Regions from separate parts of the Mus musculus genome. Here all the other regions are linked to region 3. Evidence: chromatin contacts called from public promoter capture Hi-C data. All regions are on one chromosome and are shown on one strand. Each heading gives the region's core, a stretch centred on a gene start, on an enhancer-like site or on the middle of the called end of the contact. The rest is flanking DNA. Distances are from core to core; before and after follow the strand shown.

The links. Promoter capture Hi-C pulls out the DNA fragments that hold promoters and counts their contacts.
Region 1: a promoter capture Hi-C map of liver shows a contact between it and region 3, with 2.2 times the contacts expected there. The contact joins the promoter of Mrpl58 here to the promoter of Ubald2 in region 3. A contact is called at or near these places in 2 of 39 promoter capture datasets (liver and pre-B cells) and 1 of 9 other capture datasets (liver).
Region 2: a promoter capture Hi-C map of pre-B cells shows a contact between it and region 3, with 4 times the contacts expected there. The contact joins the promoter of Kctd2 here to the promoter of Ubald2 in region 3. A contact is called at or near these places in 2 of 39 promoter capture datasets (liver and pre-B cells) and 1 of 9 other capture datasets (liver).

What each region holds. Positions count from the first base shown.
Region 1 is chr11:115,402,313-115,406,061 of GRCm38.p6, forward strand. It overlaps Mrpl58 (mitochondrial ribosomal protein L58), which reads left to right and starts at 1,440. Exons shown (of 6, transcript NM_001347645.1): 1 at 1,440-1,648. The coding sequence starts at 1,463.
Region 2 is chr11:115,417,951-115,421,872 of GRCm38.p6, forward strand. Kctd2 (potassium channel tetramerisation domain containing 2) reads left to right here and starts at 2,176. Exons shown (of 6, transcript NM_183285.3): 1 at 2,176-2,556. The coding sequence starts at 2,218. It overlaps Atp5h (ATP synthase, H+ transporting, mitochondrial F0 complex, subunit D), which reads right to left and starts at 1,969. Exons shown (of 6, transcript NM_027862.1): 1 at 1,942-1,969; 2 at 436-566. The coding sequence starts at 557.
Region 3 is chr11:116,432,331-116,436,210 of GRCm38.p6, forward strand. It overlaps Ubald2 (UBA-like domain containing 2), which reads left to right and starts at 1,764. Exons shown (of 3, transcript NM_176902.3): 1 at 1,764-2,098; 2 at 2,229-2,291. The coding sequence starts at 1,979.

The sequences.
Region 1 (3,749 bases), core at 190-2,689, 1.0 Mb before region 3:
TCAGGAGGTAGAGCAGGTGCATCTTTAAGAGTTCAAGGCCAGCCTGGTTTACAGAGCGAGTTTCAGAACAGTCAAGGTTACACAGAAATACTGTCATGAGGAAAAAAAAAAAGAAGAAAAAGAAAAACCAAACCAAAGAACAACAAAAACGTGAACTACCATGAAATTCACTTGACCCACAGTCGTGGTATGTCTGTGATGTGACACACTCTGCATGTTTGGGATACAGCAGAGACCTTACATTCTAACTTGGAGACAGGCAATATGTTAGAACATAAGACTGGGCCTTGGAGTAGTGGTACAAATCTGAACACCTGTGAGGTGAAGGCAGGAGGGTCAGGAGTTCAAGACTAGTCTGAGCTAAATAGGTTGAAACCCTGTCTCAAAACACAAGCAAAAGACAGACCTGGTTGGGTAAGCTTTTAATACCAATGCTCTGGACTGAGAGGCAGGCAACCTGCTGTATATAGTGAGCTCCAGGCCAGCTAGGGCTACATAATTGAAACCTGCCTAAATAAATACCACAAAACCAACCCTTAAGCTCAAAATCGAACACACAAAGATTGGTTGACTGTCTATCCACTCATCTATCTAAAGCAAGTTAGGAATGTGGCTCACACTGAACAAGGGATAGGAAAGGGCAGGGAAAGTCCGAGCTTAGCAGGTAAGGTCGTCCTTGCTGTATCTAGTTAGGTTGCTCAAGGGTCCAGGGAAGGAGAACAGACTCAAAAAAGAGAAAAGGGTGTTTCTAGGATGCTAGATCCAGTGTTTGTTTATGTATTTATGCATTTATATATTTGTTTACATACACACACATTTAAAATGATTTTTCCAAGACAGAGTTTCTCTGTATAGAAGCCTCGGCTGTCCTGGACTCACTTTGTAGACCAGGCTAGCCTAGGTCCACCTATCTCTGCCTCCCAAGTGCAAGGATTAAGGCCTGGCCATGTATGTATGTATGTGTGTATGTATGTACTATTATTATTTTTTTTTTATGGTTTTTCAAGACAGGGTTTTTTTTCTGCATAGCCCTTGCTGTCCTGGAACGCACTCTGTAAACCAGGCTGGCCTCGAACTCAGAGATCCACCTGCCTCTGCCTCCCAAGTGCTGGGATTAAGTGCCACCACGCCTGGCCATGTATGTATTATTTTTATGACAGGGGCTATGTGACTAGGTTAGGCTCTCATCTGCCTTAGCCTTGAGAGCAGTGCTGGGACTGCAGGTGAGCACCGCTCAGTCAGACCCATACAGGAATCTTTTTAAGAAAAATCTCCCGTAGGTGGTCTCTATCTGCCGGTCAACCTCTACCAGATGTCAGCTGGGTGCGCACCACTTCCCACCATCACCGCCAAGGTGGACAGCCCGGAGCCCGAGAAACCCGGCGGAACTTAAGAGCCAGCTCAGCCAAGGCTGGCGGACCGCCGGAAGAGTGAGCACCGGAAGCGGTCCTGGGAGGTGAACATGGCGACCGCCTGGGGCCTACGCTGGGGCCTGAGCCGAACTGGAACGTTGTTGCTCGCGCCGCCCGCGCGCTGTGCTCGCCGGGCTCTGCACAGACAGGTAGACGGCACCACGTTCCAGAGCATCTACAGCCTGGACAAGCTGTACCCCGAGTCCAAGGGCGCGGATACCGCCTGGAAGGTCCCGGTGAGCCGAGAAAGGCGGGACGGAAAGGGCGGTTCCTCCCGCTGCTAGGTGACGCGAGGAAGCCGGGCGGCTTGCAAGGTTTTGGTTGCCCCAGGAGGAACTGATCGCCCTAGTAACCCGGCCGGAGGTGCGGGATGTGCTGGGACTGTAGAGTGTGATTGCAACCCTCGTGGCTCGGGTAGTGCAGACCCTGGGAGAGAGCCGCCACATACGCGTCTTTCTAGATCGTTAGTTTGTCCACGTTTGCTTCCCGGCCTTCAGGCTCACATTATATGGGAAGATGTGCATTATGGACCTTGAAAGTAGTAAAACCTGAGATCCGCAAGTTGGGACGTTACCCAGTCTTTTGACCCTAGTAACGTTAGGAAGCCTGAGACAAAGCTGGTTTGGTCCCTAAGGGTCCATGTTTAGCCTGCGTCATGTAGTGGTACTGCGTGGGGCCTGAGCAGGAAAGAGAGCATCTATTGAGCTGCACCTGTAGGATTGAAAGAGCATCAAGTATTTTCATTCATCCACTCGCACCTCATTCAGCAGACATCTTTTGAGAGCATGCTGTTAGCACAGTGCTAATTTGGGGCAGAGAGTAGTAAAACAGAAATCCTAAGGCTGTAAAGCTCGTATACTGGAGGGCGACAGACAAAAATAAATGAATAAACCCAAGTAACACTAAATATGATACTTCAGAGATAGTAAGACTCAGAAGGCAAAGGTGAAGCTAGAGATAATAACAGTTGTAGGTTTGTTGTTTGTTTGGACAAAGGATCTCATGTAGCCTAGGCTAGACTCGAACTTGCTACATAGCTGTGGGTGGCTATGAGCTCCTGATCCTTCCACGTTCATCTCCCACGCGTAAAGATTACTGGCATGTATCACTGTACTGATACATGTTGTGAGAAAAGCTCTTTAAAAGCCCTGGATGATCTCTAGTTTGCAGTGATCTTCCTGCCTCTCAAGTACTGAGATTACAGGCATATACCAACAAACCCAGCTAAGCATTGAAGTTTTAGGTAGAGTGATCTGGGAAAAGCCTGGAAGAATGGGCCACAGTGGCCTGAATCTGTAACCCAAGCACTTGAGGCAGAGGCAGGAAAAATCAATTGGCTCATAGCCAGCCTGGATTATATGAGACCTTGTCACGTACAAAGACCTGGAAGGAAGACATGAGAATACTGGGGAGATGAGTGTCCCCAGCAGAGCAGGTGCAACCATTTCAGAACAGTAGCATGCTGGACAAGTGTGGCTGAGTGAGGCAGTTGAGAGAAGTGGGTGGAGCCAGGAATAGAATGATACATTTTAGTTTTACAAGATTGACTGCTACACAGTGTTACAGACAGAAGCCTGGAGAATGGCAACAGCTAGAATGTAAGTTAGGAGATTGCGGTAATATAGGTCACAGTAACATAGGCAAGACAGGATGAGCAGGCTGGAAGCAATAGGAGCCTTGAAGGTGATTAGGTCCTAGGCATCTTTTGAAGAAAGTCTAGAGGATTCTTCCCTACTGGATTGGAAGTAAACTGAGAACAAGCAGGGTCTGTGGGACTGTAGTGAGCAGAGGTTTACTGGAGCCCAAAAGTAGGGAGTCACCAGTATTAATGGCTTTTCCATCAGCTTAGAAGGATGAAATCGTCTGGGGGCGGGGGGCAGGGGTAAACGGGTATTCAGAAGAGGCCAGAGGAAACCTGAGGAGGGTGGCTTAGCAAAGAGGTGTCTTCAGAGAGAGCAGCATGAGCTGAGTGAGGTCTAGAGATCAAGTGATGAAGGCATGGAGAGGTGCAGATGGACACACTTGGGCTTGGAGGCCAGAGGAGCCCCCGGGGTGGGATTTGTTGCACTCTGTGGTCCTGAGGACTTAAAGTTGGAGGGTGCTGCTGCTGAATGAAGAGCTCGATGAGGGGGAGACCTGACATGAGGAGCTCAGTCTGACGCCAGCCCCCCAGGTGAACCAGAACCTGATCAAGGTAGACTGCCTGCTGCCGGCTTCCTGTGGGCACCAGAAGGAACAGGGCGGCCCACTAGGATTGTTGTGTCAGGTTGGCAGAGAGCATTGGTCTTTAGCGGCCCTCATGTATGTGTTCTCTGTCTTGTCTCATCCATCCCTTTC
Region 2 (3,922 bases), core at 926-3,425, 1.0 Mb before region 3:
AGGAAGTCAGCATTGTTATTCCCGGACTGGAATGAGCAAAAGACACTAGTTACACAGCAACCTCCTATCCCTGACACACTGGAGTGTCAAGCACACTTTTATCTGAAGGGCCACCACAAAAATGCTTTCATTTGCAGAACACATTGTTTCTTTCCTCTTGTCGAACTATTAGAAATGCCTAGCTAGGGCTGGCAAGATGGCTAAGTGGGTAAAGGGGCTTGTTGCTAAACCTGAGGACCTGTATTCAATACCCAAGACTCATCACATAGTTGAAGGCAGAGAGCCAACCCCACAAGTTTTCCTTTTGATATGGCACACACAGCAGCAGATTCGAACTCATATACTTACTAAATACTAAGTGGATGTGATAAATGTCAAAACATTGCTTCCAGGTTCAGCATCAAGGATGGGGGCTCCCTCTTACAGCATACTGACCTGGCGTGGAAGGTCTCATTCCAGGACTTCAGGGCATTTCCAATTGCCTTCTGGTTTTGGGGCATGACCTCCACAAAAGATACCCAATCAATGGTTTTTAGAGCAAGTTTACGCCCAGCCATCTTGGGATACTAGAAAACAAAACAGCGCCTTTGGAGAGAACCCCTGAAGGAGACCATTCCAGAGAAATACAAGTCGTTAAGAGACGGATCAGCTCAAGCATTTGATGGGTATATATATGCAACAGATGAAAGAATTCGGATTTAAACCAGGAAAGAGGGCTAGGGATGTAGCTAGTTGCTAGAATGCTTGCCTGGCATGGACAGAGTCCTGGGTTCCCTCTCCAGCACCAGAAACACTGAGGTAGAGGCAGAGAATCAAAGTTCAAGGTCACATGAGAGATGTGGGAGCTTGTCTCAATACATCAAAATAAAGCTCTACAACCCAGAATATAAACATGTTCTCTCCTACCAGGCTGCCCTTCCTCTATCCCAACTCATTTCTATTCTTTGCAGACACTTCTAAAGGAAGTCATAAGCTGCCCAAAGGCTAACTAAGCTACTGTGTTTTGGCCACTGACTCTCCACCACAACCCCGGCCATTCACTCGAACTGTCCTGCCCAGGTCATCCTGTCCACAGCACACATACTGTGCACTTTCAGAGGCATTTTTACACAAATGATACTGTGAAAAGAAAGTGACTGAAGCGGTCTTGAGACCAAAACAAGACGAGATACAGAAAATAACTATGAAGAGAGCCAACCGAAAAGTGGAAACCATCTACACAAGCTCTGAGTGGGGGATACCTTCCTATCGATCAAAGTTGTCAAATGCCGGTCTCTCTCCTTCCTTCCTTCCTTCCTTCCTTCCTTCCTTCCTTCCTTCCTTCCTCAGTACAGCTTACGTCTCTAAGAGACAGAGACAGAGACTAAGACAGTTGTCAAGTGAACTAAGGATGCCAGAGAACGAAGTGCACTGGAGAAAGCAGGAGTTACAGACTTTTTGTTATCTGATTCATCTCTAGCGCTGGTTGTTTCTCAGACAAATTGGCCAGCCTGCTCTCATACACAGGTCATAAGCATAGAGAATGACCAATAGTTAATTAGATCAATCGGTAAACCTCATGAGGAATAGGAATCCTCCATTCGAAGGGAAGGACGTAGAGTTGAAGTCTGCTAGGTGTCTTGTCCTCTCTGAAAGTTACCACCCTAACTCTGTGATGCTTTCCCGACCCCTAAACTCCACTCCTGAGATCGCCACACAGTGTGAGACAAAAGTCTGTGGCAACATCTAAATTCACGGTGATTGGCTAAGTCACTGCCAGGCCCCAGGCTCGCCCCGCGGGAAAGCGAGCAGGGCAAAGCAGTGACCTCGGGCGCTCTGCTAGCGGGGCAGCTCGAAGGCCCGATGTCCTCCGTGGAGCTGGAACAAGTGTGGAAGCGAGGTCTGGAATACAATACAAAAGAGTCCGTGGAGATTCGACCCAACACCTCAGACCCCACTCACCTTCACCGACCCCCGGCGGAGTGCTCTCTCTCCAGCAAGCAAGGAACGGAAGAGAGTTGCCGGAAGTTCTCTCCTTGGCCAATCCGAACGAGCAATAGGCGGGTCTCATGTCACACTTCAGCCAATGAGCATGGAGTCCCGTCCTGGAAGGCGGGCGCGGCGCCTGCGCCGTCGGGGTCCCTTTTCCCCCTGCCCCACGCCCGCCGATGGGCCGGCCCGGCTCTCCCCGCCGAGGAGTCGGCCGGCCCGGCGGCGCGCGGGCAGCGGCGGCCCAAGATGGCGGAGCTGCAGCTGGACCCGGCAGTGGCGGGGCTGGGAGGGGGTGGCAGCAGTGCGATGGGCGACGGCGGCGGCTCGGGCCGCGGACCCCCCAGCCCTCGCCCTGCGGGCCCGACACCCCGCGGACACGGCCGCCAGCCCGCCGCCGCCGCGCAGCCGCTGGAGCCCGGGCCCGGACCTCCGGAGCGGACGGGAGGCGGCGGGGCCGCCCGCTGGGTCCGGCTCAACGTGGGCGGTACCTACTTCGTGACCACCAGACAGACCCTAGGCCGGGAGCCCAAGTCCTTCCTCTGCCGCCTGTGCTGCCAGGAGGACCCGGAGCTGGACTCCGACAAGGTGCGCCCCGCCCTCGGGCGCGCCCCCGGGTGTTGGGACCCATTCCAGGCTGGTGCTCCGATCTCTGGGACGCGTTTCCCTCCAGCGGGTCCTGCAAACCCGGACTTGAGTCCACTCTCTTCCCCCCGAGTTAGCACTGGCCACCTCAGAATGATCTCCCGTCCCAGTTCTGCCCCATCTTCAGGCACACTCCGGTTTCCCTTCGCACCCCGCTCTTTTCTCAGCTGCTCCTGCGTGGAGTTGTCTACCTGCACCCACGGGAGCCCCCTTCGTGCTCCTGTCACATTCCCTGCCCCTCCTGGGGACCACCCCTTCTCAGATCTGCATGAGTTTTTCTTTGGCTCCCGGGCGGCCCCCTGCTGCTGGTGCCAAATGCATTCAGAACTGGGTCAGGGTGAATGACCACATCTTGGTCACTTTCGGAGGACTCAGGTCCTGTTCCATCCCTGTGTAAAGTGGTATTAAACTCGGGGTTTAATGATAGCGTCCACTACTGAAGGCTGCAGGAAGTGCTTGTGATACATCCTGTGGTGGTGATAAAATCCTGGTCCCAGACCTTTTGTGCCGTAACAGTCACCGTTTCGGTACATTTTTGAAAGTAAATGCACTCCTTGGAAAGATGGGCTGATAGGTTAGGACCCAGAGAATGTGTAGCGTCAAACACAGGGTTGAGCAGTGGCAAGACGTCATTCATTTCCAGTTTGAACTGTAACTTTTGCAGGTTGACCTTTGACTCTCAAACGCATCCATACCATAAAGCACTCCCATGGTTAGTAGACTTGCATAAACCCTTAATCAGTTTCATCTGTTCTCTGATACCAAATTGATGGGAACCTTAAGAGATTCCAGAACTCCTGTTTATAGGGAATTATTTTTATATACCCTAAATCTTCCTTATGGCCAACACAAGCCAGTTTCTTGTTTCTTTTACTGTAAAGATGAGTAGGATTAAAGTTGCTCTGAGCCAAGTCCTGGCAGTACCAAGCTTCCTCTGGGCACAGAGATAGGGTGTGTGAGATTGCAGCTGCCAGTGCAGACTCCCACTGATGTTGGCCTTGGGCTCAGGAGAACTGCCAATAGAATGGAAGTTTTCTCAGAATTAGGACTGTAGTCCAGGGGCAGTGAAGGAGTCAGAACGCTTAACACAGCTATGAGATTTCCTTCATCCCCTCCCTGTAGCTGGTACCCTACAGAAGAATGTTAACAGAATGTGGGTCTACCCAGTAAATAAAGGCCTGGGCAGTGGGAGTGACTGTGCGTCTAAGACATCTGACCTGAAATGATCTTAAAGCCAGCCTCTGGTCAATAGTTTAAAATAAGCAAACTGTAGCAAAACCGGCTCAGTAAATAAATAAATAAATAAATA
Region 3 (3,880 bases), core at 514-3,013:
AGTTGAGTGTCAACAGCTTTAGGGGACCCTGAAACACGGCTGGGGGGGGGGGGTCTATACTTGACTTCCCAGGCACACTTACAGCCTCAGCCCGTGGGCGTTTTGGGGATATCTAAAGATAATTATAGTACTCCTACCCCTTCAAAACAAACAAACAAAACAGAAGACAAAAGAAACAAGATTAACTCATCCTTGCGCCCAAAGCTTTTTGTTCTCTTCTTGTGGAGCTGGGGAGGTAGCCGGGGCTTCTGGTAGGCTAGGAGAGCTCTCCAGCCAGCTGTGCATTCATTGGTGTGCAAACATCAGTTGTAACCTTATTCTTAGCTAGATACTTTCTAAAAAACGGGCAAGTTCTCTTAAAGAGAACATTTAGTCCTTTTAGGTAAAATAAAAAGAGTTCAGTGAGTAAAGGCGCTTGCTGCCAAGTTTGTCAACCCCAGTCTGGTTTTACACCCACACCATGGAAAGCGACTCTCACTGCCTCTGCCTTCACTGGCAAAGAAATAGAAGTGAGGTTTGCTTTCTTCTGTTCTGTCCTTCTGTTCTGCACACCCTAACTAGTTAGAACCTTCGCTGTAATTAGTTCTGATGAAAAACAGTATATGTCTTCCTGAAACAGGAGCCTTCACAGTAAATTCCCAATCCGATCCTCCAGATCAGGGTGGAAACAGTTCCTGCCCGCTCCCCATGGTCTAGAATCCTTGGATAAGTGGGGCTCTTATACCATGTGTCATTTTTTCCTACCAGCCAACTTCACCATCTTGTGTACCTTAAATCATCTTTAGGTCACTTTAATACCCAATACAATGTAAGTTTCATGTGAATAGATGTATCAATGTCCTCTTGATCAGGGAATAATGACAAAGAAAATGTCTTCATGCTGAAAACAGGTACTTTTTTTTTTTTTTTTTTTTTTAAAGCATAAGGTTTTTAAACCCCGAGGCTGGATTATGCAAAGCATGCCCTGGCACTGGCTATTCCCCCCCACCCCCGTGTGTGTGTGTGTGTGTGTGTGTGTGTGTGTGTGTGTGTGTGTGTGTGTGTTTGGAGAGTTTCTCTATGTAGCCCTGCTGGCTGTCCTGGAACTAACTCACCATGTAGGCAAGACTGGCCTCGAACTCAGAGCTATCCGAATGCCTCTACCTCCCACTGAGCCCTGAAATTAAAACCATGTGGTCACTACGCCTGGTTCTTTTGTGTTGTTTTGTTTTGTTTTGTTTTGTGGTGTTAAGAAATTGAACCCAGGATCTGTCTGCCATGTTTCAAAAGTTTTCTTTTTCTTTTCTTTTTTTTTTAAGAGAGACTGTTTAGAAGCTATTTAAAAATTTAAATACTCTTGAGAGTCGAGTAGCTGCGAAGGTTCTGTGTGTTTTCTATTTTGATCGTTCTGTTTCTCGAGATGACCACATCTTTCAGAGGAAATGAGTCAAAGCCACTCCGTCTTGCTTTTCCAGCTGAGCATGTTCAGTTTCAATGAAGTAATGAATGAACTTGGCCAGCACCACCCCCACGCCTACAACAGCAAACACTGATGACCTCCACCAATCAGAACGCGGTCAGGGTTTTCGAGTTGAGTTCAAACAGGCCTACGGTAGGCCAATCAGCGCATCACGCCCCGCCTCCCGATGGCGGCCCCAGCCAACCACCAACTCGGAGGAGCCAAAACACGGAGGCTGGCCAATGCCGGGGTGCCCCCGCGGCACCGACTCCGCCAATGGGCGCGGCCAGGCGAGGAGAGAAACAGAGCGGCCGGGCCCGCCGCAGGATTCGAATCGAACGTCCGTGTGGGAGCCGGCGGCTGGCTGGGCTGCGCGTGGGCCAATCAGCGGCGTCGGCTCACGGCCCCCGAACGTTGGGCCTGGCGGCCCCGCCCCGCGCTGTTGTTTGCGGCGTCGGCGCGGCCGCGCGAGCCGAACCACAACATTCGCCGGGCGGCGGCGGAGCTGCGAGCGTGAGCCCGGGGCGGCCGCCCAGCGCCATGTCGGTGAACACGGACGAGCTGCGGCACCAGGTCATGATCAACCAGTTCGTGCTGGCCGCGGGCTGCGCGGCCGATCAGGCGCAGCAGCTGCTGCAAGCGGCGCACTGGCAGTTCGAGGTGTGCACCGGGCCGGGGTCGGGAGCGCGCGTGGGAGCCGGGGGCCGCGTAGGGGGGCCGCGGCGGGGGGGGGGGGGGCCGGGGCGGCCAGGCCTCGCTCACGCCGCTGCGTCCCGTATTTTGTCCGCAGACCGCCCTAAGCACGTTCTTTCAAGAAAGCAACATTCCCAACAGCCACCACCACCCGCAGATGGTAAGTGTTCCCCAGGGCCGCGGAGGGGGCGCTCGGTGCGGCAGGGTCGCTGTCAGCCGCGCCGGTGACAGCCATGTTGCCGGGGAGCGGCGCGCCGCGAATGTAAACAAAGAGCCAAAATGTCTTCCAGGAAAGAGCGCTCCCAGGCCGGCGCTGGCTCGCCCAACTTTGGGACCCGCCTCCAGGCCGCTGGATCGGGGCCTGAGGCCCTGTGCTGGGCGCTGTGCCCTGGGTGTAAGGGCCTTGGTGTTGGGGAGGTGGGGGTAGAAGGAAGGGAAGACGGCTTCCAGCAGGATGTTGCGATTCTGATAGCAGAGGATGGGGAAGGGGCTCGAGGATAACCAGACCTTTGGGGACTTCGGGGTGGTGGGGGACTGAGGGATTTGTGTCTTGATGCAAAACACACACACACACACACACACACACACGACTGAGGTAGGGATTTGTGTCTTGGTGCAACAAACACAGCCGTGTGCACACACACACACACACACACACCACCCACCCACCCAGTGCTGCAGGAAGCAGGGGAGGGATAGATCCACCCTGGCTCCGGAAGTCCAACTCTACCCACAAAGGTAGGCTGGCCCTTCCAAAGCCTCCAGGGAACATAACCTTTATGGAGGATATACAGATTTATATACCTAAGGTGAGGCCAAGAATTTCTTTTAATCTCAGTATGTTAAGAAACAAAACAGTCCAGGAAATAGTTCTTGGAGCCTGGATTTGTCCTCTTCCAACTTGGCTCCAGGCTAGAGCCTTTGCCCTCTGGCCAGTGGGTACCCTGCTTTCCTGAGGCCAGGCACATCCCTTCTCTGCTCTAACTCCTAGTTAGCTATTAGCTCCAAACGTGTAGGAGGGCCTGAGCCCAGGAGAGGGGTGGTAAAACATTATTCCCTAAGAGATCTGCCATTGGACTTTTTTGTTTTTTTTGGTGTCCTTGTCCCCAGGAGACAAGACTACATGTGGATCTTCTGCTGTATCTTGTTCTCAGCACTTTTTTCTTCTGACAAAAACGAGCCGCCCCCCCCCCTCCCCGCGTGGTGGCGCACGCCTTTAATCCCAGCACTCAGGAGGCAGAGGCAGGCAGATTTCTGAGTTCGAGGCCAGCCTGGTCTACAGAGTGAGTTCCAGGACAGACAGGGCTACACAGAGAAACCCTGTCGCGAAAAACAAAAAAAAAAAACAAAAACAAACAAAAAACGAGGGGGGATGCTCAGGAAGGAGAGTCTGCCTCAGTTTAAACTAGCTCTCAACATTTGGAGTAAGATTGGAAAATGAATGATGCTGTGGGCCCCAGCCACTGCGGCCAAGCTCTTAGAAAATTCAGGTGGGATTCATCATGCCCAAGACCCCCTCCTACATCCAGCCATCCAGACCTCCAGCTTCCTAGACCTGGGAGTCTTCTGCTTTCATCCTGCTCAGTGTCTTCCTATGCACAAGACTATTCAGAAAAGCATAGCCATGCTGAAGGGCCTGGAACAAGGAAGCCAGCAAGCCCCAGCTTGAACTGGATTCCCTCCCTTCCCCCACCTTTGTCAATCTGTGTGTGTGTGTGTGTGTGTGTGTGTGTGTGTGTCTGTCTGTGA